2 separate regions of the Mus musculus genome follow, and region 1 is linked to region 2. Evidence: chromatin contacts called from public promoter capture Hi-C data. All regions are on one chromosome and are shown on one strand. The core of a region is the stretch at or near the end of the contact, and the rest is flanking DNA. Distances in the headings are between cores, read along the strand shown. Region 1 holds the start of Chst2 (carbohydrate sulfotransferase 2). Region 2 holds the start of Plscr4 (phospholipid scramblase 4).

Region 1 (3,323 bases), core at 274-2,773, 2.9 Mb after region 2:
TCACCGAAGAAGGACGAGCCCGAGCGCCACGTGGTGAACACATACACCAACTGCCGCTTGTCCCCTCCACCCCTGGTGCCTCGAGTAGCATTGCCCAGAGAGGCCGCAGCTCCTGCACTCCCAGCCGCGGCTGCGGGAACTGCCCCCACGCCCGCGGCAGGAGGGCGGTACGGGGTGCGGGGGTCCATGCGAGAGTGAGCGCGGGGTGGCGCTGCAGGAGGCGACCCCGGCCGTCCCCAGCCGGCCCCGGCCGCCCCTACCGCGGCACCCAGAGGCCCGTCGGGGTTGCACTGCTGCAGCGGCTCTTTATGCCACTTGTAGTCCAAGAGGTTGAGCATCGTGAGCACCAGTAGCAGTGCATAGCCCGCGCACAGCACCAGCGCCTTCCTGCGAAATACCTTCATCCCGAGCGGGGACGCAGGCCAGCGGCGTCCTGCGCGCCGGGGCCACGGCGGGAGCAGGGCCCGCTGCACGGCGGCAGGCGCGGCCGGCAGCGGCCGGGGAAGCGCACCGGGGGGCAGAGCTCGCGGCGAGCTGCGGCTCATCACAGGCACAGCCGGGGCCGGCGGCGCGGCGGAGGCGGCCCTGCAGCCCAGGAGGGGGACGCTGCAGGCCGGCTGCGGGCGCCGGGACTGGGGCCGCCGATCCGAGGCGGGCGCGGCGGCAGAGGCTGCTGGTCCCCGGCGCCCAGGGCTGGCTCTCCCATGGCAGCGGCTCCGAGAAGGACCTGCGAGGGGAAGCGGAGTGAATGGGTGAGCCCAGTCTCCGGTCCAGATGCCTCCTCCGCCTGAGTAACGCCCACCCTCTAGTCTGCGGGCTCCTCCACTCACCTGGAGCGGAGGGTGCGCCTCGGAGCGTCCCCAGATCCCCGACCGGCGGACTGTCCGGCTAGCACTCTCCTCGGTTTCTCTCCGGTTCTCTTCTGCTAGGGGTCCCCAAGCCTTCGAGGGAGCCGCGAGACTCCGCTGCCCTAGCCCTAGGCAGAGTTTTCCAGCAGCGGGCGCCCTGCACCCCGGGAGGGGAAACTTTCACCGGGCCCGGAGCCCAGCTCTGCGCTCCACCGAGCGCGGCGCGTCCCGGCTCCAGCGACGTCTCCTTAGGTCTCTCGGGACCGCTGCTTCCCTCCAGGCTCTGGGGCACGAAGCAGGCAGGAGGCGACAGTGGGGGGTGGCTTACATACGCCCCAGCTCCAGGCTGTTCTGCTCTCCATCGCTCTCTCTTGGCCTCCACGTAGCGAACCTTCCCATCCCTCCGGCGGCCGCGGATAGGGTGCAGCGCGGCCCCGCAGCGGCGGCTGCTTCTTCCATCACCCGGAGGATGTCCTGGCGGGCGGCTCAGGCGAGCCCCGGCGCTCCGTGGCCGCGGACTGGCCCAGGACTCTGTACACCTAGCTGAAGGCAAAAGAGCGGGACCCCCCACCCCCGCGTCACCAGCGGCTTCTGCCCTACGAGGTCCCGAGGCAGAGGAAGCCCCCGCCGCGGCCGCACTAAAGCGGCGCCCGGGAGGATGCTGCTACCCGACTCCCCCTACGCCGGGCGCCTGCAACGCGCTCGGGCCGGCCTCTGCGCGGCTCCTGCCAGCCCGCTCGGGGTTGGTGCGCGCCGCCGTCTGTCGCCCCGGCTCCTCCCCTTCGCCGTGCTCCCCTCCTCCTCTGCCTGTCCCACACCCGCCCTCCTCGCAGCTCCAGACTCCCGCCGCCACCTCCTTAGGGGCTGGAGATGCGACCCGGTTCAAGGAGGCGCTGCTAGGGCCTCCAGCCGTTAGTAGCAGAACAGAGCTCTAGGTGCGCCCGGGGCGCGGCGCCGGCGCCTGATTCCCAGCTCGCCCGCACAGCCGGAGACTTGGGTTCTCTGTAGCTGCACGACTCGGCTCCCAGGATTCGCTCTGGAGAAGAGTTGGTGATAAAAGTTTGAGCAGAAATACCCCGGACGTACGCTCCTTTCATCCCCAGCGGTCAGCACTGGTGTCCCCTCCTAGGACGCGAGCAGCACCGCCCAACAGCGCTGTGTGCAGCGGGAACCCAGTTCTGAAGCCTTGGCCCTGGTGCTAGCCCATTCCAGCGGGTTTGTGGTTTCTCCCTCAAGGAGGAAGTAATAAATCTTTCTGGGCCCGGGGTCACTGAAGAGGCTTCAGAGTATGCCTCTCCGCAACCTTTCCGAGTGTCCTGGATTTGGACAAGGCCACAAGGTTTCGATGATCCCACCCCCACCTCCTGCCCGGCAGATGTTCTAGGCTTGTGGAGTTTCCACCTCTGCTGACACCCTCTGAGACAGGGCTGCTGGGGGGAGGGGAGGGCGCTTTGTTTAAATTTGTGGTGTGATAGTGAGTCCATTGACTTTAAAGAGGAAGAGATGAGATCAAAGAACTTGATCGCAAAGGAAAACGTTTTTGGACGTTGAAAGTTACTTTTTAGTTTGGTCTGCGTTGGTTTGTATACTTTTCTTTCGCTGATGAGGGAATAAACTTCCATTGTAAAATGGGACAGCTACAGGATGGGTGGAGGTTAGAGGGCACATAGGAAAGATTGTACTCCAGTTTCCACCTAGAAGGGCAGAAAGATGAGTCATTGCGGTCCGGAGGTGAACTACTGATCACTGGGAGACTGATTGCCCCCCGTCTCTCAGAAGCTTTTACAAGTAAAACATAATTACTGCAAAATTATCATAGTCTACCTGGAGCAGCCCACCTCGGCTGATGACCCTCCTAAATTTAAAGCGTTGCCATTGACGACTTTTTTTTTTTTCAGGGTATTGTACAGAATCTTCTGGGTACAGGGATTGTTGAAAAAAAAATGACTTAATTCAATTGTTTTATGGCTTTAACTGGTTTGGTTTTGTTTCAGTTTGGTTTGGGATTTTTGTTTTGTTTTGTTTCAGTTTTTGTTGTTGTTGTTGTTGTTGTGTGGGTTTCATTTCAGGTTTTAAAACTTAAAAAATAGTATGATGTAGGACCAGGGAAATGGCTCCATGGGTAAAGGCACTTGCACCCAAGCCTGAGATCTGAATTTTGAACCCAGGAATCCACATGCTGGAAGGAGAGAAATGATCCTTATGAGTTGTTCTTTGAAATCCATATGTGCTCCCTGACACATAATCCTCCCATCCACATACACACAGGAGGCAAAACCAAGAATGTTAATGGTTTGACTTGGTCCCACTTTCCAGAAAAATCCATGTTATGAGTAAGGTTCAGCTGAAGTATTCCCTTAGAGTTCTAATAAAGTATATGAATAAGACATTTCTAGAGCATATCTTACACAAATTGGGATGGAAGAATGGAGCTCAGGTTTATTTATTTATTTATTTATTTATTCACTGATCGCA
Region 2 (3,432 bases), core at 364-2,863:
AAGAGAGGTGAATAGAATATAAATGGAATAGAACATGAAACCAGGAAGGGGCTGAGAGTGGGGTGGCTCTTGAGGACAAAGGGGACCACAAGAAGAGAGAAGGCAGAGGGTATGGGGAATGGGGAAAAGGAATGGGAAAGTGTAGTGGGAAGAAGCTTGGATAACAACCAAGTATATTGACACATATGTAAGAAGATGTCACAATGTAACCCTTTACTTTGTGTGTGTAAGTATCTGTTTTAAAAGTCAACATAATATACAGCATAAAATATGCTAAGATTTTAGAAAGGCTGTGGAATCATCTCAAAGGTTGTGCCAGAAAAGAAAAGCAGACTTAGAGGCTCAAGAGAACGGAAAAATACAGATACAAGCAAGCAAGCAAGCAAGCAAGCAAGCAAGCAAGCAAGCAAGCAAGCAAGCAAGCAAAACCAGTTAAGTCAAGAAATCACACGGGGCAGTGGTGGCATATACCTTTTATGCCAGCACTCGGGAGGCAGAGGCAGGCAGATTTCTAAGTTCCAGGCCAGCCTGGTCTACAGAGTGAGTTCCAGGACAGCCAAAGCTACACAGAGAAACCCTGTCTCGAAAAAAAAAAAAAAAAAAAAAAAAAAAACCAAACAAACAAAGAAAGAAAGAAATCACACACATGGGACACTATAAATGCTGCCTTTTTTTTTTTAATCTAAGTTTTGTCAAAACCCAAGTAACTGATGGCTGACCCAAATGCCATATTCTGTATAGTTTTACAGCTTGTGCGTTTGTGAACATTACAGTAAAAACACAGGATTGAGGAAATGGAACCTGGGGAAACTTTAATTTTACTGAACTGCTCCATTACTGACATTAAGACTGTTGTAAACACAACACAAAACACCTCTCCCTCCCCAAGAGTGTCAAAGAGACAGAGGCACGTTGCAGTAGGGATTCATAAAGAAAGTGTGTATCAGCCCCCACCCCCAAACCCTCAGGAATTCAGGCTGGACACCTGCTCTGGAAATGCAAAAGCCCATGAATTCTGCGGTGGCTCATGGCTCCTGAGTGCCTATGTGGTTGGCTCATAGCTCCTGAGTGCCTATGTGGTTGCTCTCATATATTTGATTTGTCTTCCAAGCAATGCTTCACAGACATGATTTTTTAAAATTTTATTTTAATTAGGTATTTTCTTCATTTACATTTCCAATGCTATCCCAAAAGTCCCCCATATATCCCCCCACCCACTCCCACTTCTTGGCCCTGCCGTTCCCCTGTACTGAGGCATATAAAATTTGCAAGACCAATGGGCCTCTCTTTCCACAGACATGTTTTGATCTTGAATGCTTTTGGTATCTCTCATGAGGCCAATCTAGATATTCACACTCACAAGCTCAATTTCTTGGTCCCTCTAACAAACTCAAACCATTACATCTCGCTAAGACTTTGATGTCAGTTTGTTTGTTTCATGCTTTCAATAAAAGGCTGTATTTCTTCATTTGAGAAGTATTCTTGGCAGATATTACCGACCAGAACATTATTAATTGTTAAATCTATTCTGACAAATCATGTGCGAGGGAAAATGGAAAATTCCAGAACTCCACCCCCATGTAAACTCCTCCCAGAGCGCAGCCTGCAAGGCCAAGTTCTCGGCAGCTTCTTCAGGTCAGGCTGTGCCCAGTTGTGGTTCTGAGTGAGGTCAAAGGACATTTGGTTCGTCCACTTCCTTCAGCTAACTGTACCGGACCGAACCACTTTAATTTGATAAAACTATGTGTGCCTGACAGCAGCAATTAACCAAGTAACCAAAGTCCTCTTTAGAGAGTCAGAAATCTTGAGCCTGCTTCTACCCCCACCAGCACCCCAGTCCTAGTCCCTCTCCCTCCCAGATCAAACTGGTCTCCTCCAGGGATGGGAATGAGAGCCGAGCAGTGAGGCTGGTAGACCAGCTGCTTCCCGCCACCAGCAGAGGAGCGGTTCGGAGCTCAACCCCGCGGGCTTCGCTGGCGCCCACAACTTGTTTACCCTGCGTTTGGCTAGGGTTCAGGACGCCGGCGCCCCACCCTGCAGGAAGCCCTCCCGGGAAGGCTCCCCCGGCTGCCCCGCGTGGATCGTCCCAGCTCCTCGGCGCCTCTCGCCTTCCCCCAGGCAGGACAGCGAGCTCAGCCGGCGACGCCTGCAGCTGCGGGCGGTGAGAGGGGCCAGCGGGGAGCGGGGGACCCTGGGAGATTAGGGGGATGCGGGATGGAGGGCGCGGGCTCCGTGACAGTGGAGGAGGCGGGGCAGCTCAGCCGCAGGTGGTTGCGCAACTTTCGCTTTGTGGAGCGGGGTGGGGTTTCTTGTGTTGGGGTCCGCTTGGTTTCCCCCGGCTCTTGATAGGACAATGGGGTGCTGGGTGAAGGCTCTATGGGAGCATCATTCGGCCCTGGTGACATGAACTCTCGAGGGTGCAGGCCCTTCCCAGGAGACCCTCTCCACACTTTTCCCTCTTGCACCAGTGGAGCCTGTCCCCTCCTTGCAGCTCTGTGGGTCTCTCCTAGGGCCTTGGGCATAGATGTTTTCAGATAACTTTGCAAGGTTTTACTGGCAGGGGCTAAAAGATAGAGACAAGTTTTTGTTTGTTTGTTTGTTTGTGTCCCCCCCCCCCATTACTTTACAGAGTACAATATTAGCCTTTTAGGACTTAGAATTTTATATCTTATATTGTGTGGATGTACCCACTTTTAAGAACCGCAGTATGTTTGCGCTTTTATTTTGTCTATAGTAGTTTAAGTGGAGCCAGCAAGAGTAACAGAAGTATATTATGAAGACATTATGCAGTAAGGTTGATTTCCAAGATACTTCTGGGATACAGATGTTACTGCAGAAGTAAACACACAACCTCCACCTTCCAGCTCCTTGTTATGGGAAATAAGGAAGCAAGGCATTATGTAACCCTTAAAGTAGCCACACTGTCACATTGTATGGCCCAATGACATCACCAGAACAGAGGACACAAAGATGGCACATTATGCATAATTTAAGTGCCTAGGGACAATAACAAAGTTAATAAGCATTCCAGTTGCATCACACTTTGTAAGTCTTTTGAGGCTCAACTACAGGAAAGTACAGTGAAAACACACTTTAGTATAAATAACAGAAAAATGACAAATTTATTTAAACTATGAATTGTGGATAAAAATATGAATATGAAACTCCAAGTATTAAAATTATGCTACACATGAGACCCCAATAAAATTTATTTTCTTAGGTGAAAATATCATGTCCCTTAAATAATACATAATTAAACAGAATCGTAACTCATTCATAGTTTTAAACTGGCTCTTTAGCTAGACTATTTGAAAGAATTGCCACACTGCAATTTAAATGAAATACATGGCAGCTTGTTTTATATTAAAAAAAAAAGGGGGTATTCTAAAGAATGAACAGACAGTAGAATGATCCCAGACATTACAATAAAAC

Evidence for each region. Promoter capture Hi-C pulls out the DNA fragments that hold promoters and counts their contacts.
Region 1: a contact with region 2 is called in a promoter capture Hi-C map of embryonic stem cells, with 8 times the contacts expected there. The contact joins the promoter of Chst2 here to the promoter of Plscr4 in region 2. A contact is called at or near these places in 2 of 39 promoter capture datasets (embryonic stem cells and hippocampal neurons) and 2 of 115 datasets of contacts at active chromatin or transcription factors (astrocytes and embryonic limb bud).

What each region holds. Positions count from the first base shown.
Region 1 is chr9:95,405,747-95,409,069 of GRCm38.p6, forward strand. It overlaps Chst2 (carbohydrate sulfotransferase 2), which reads right to left and starts at 1,524. Exons shown (of 2, transcript NM_018763.2): 1 at 831-1,524; 2 at 1-727. The coding sequence starts at 545.
Region 2 is chr9:92,455,765-92,459,196 of GRCm38.p6, forward strand. Plscr4 (phospholipid scramblase 4) reads left to right here and starts at 1,614. Exons shown (of 9, transcript NM_178711.3): 1 at 1,614-2,161.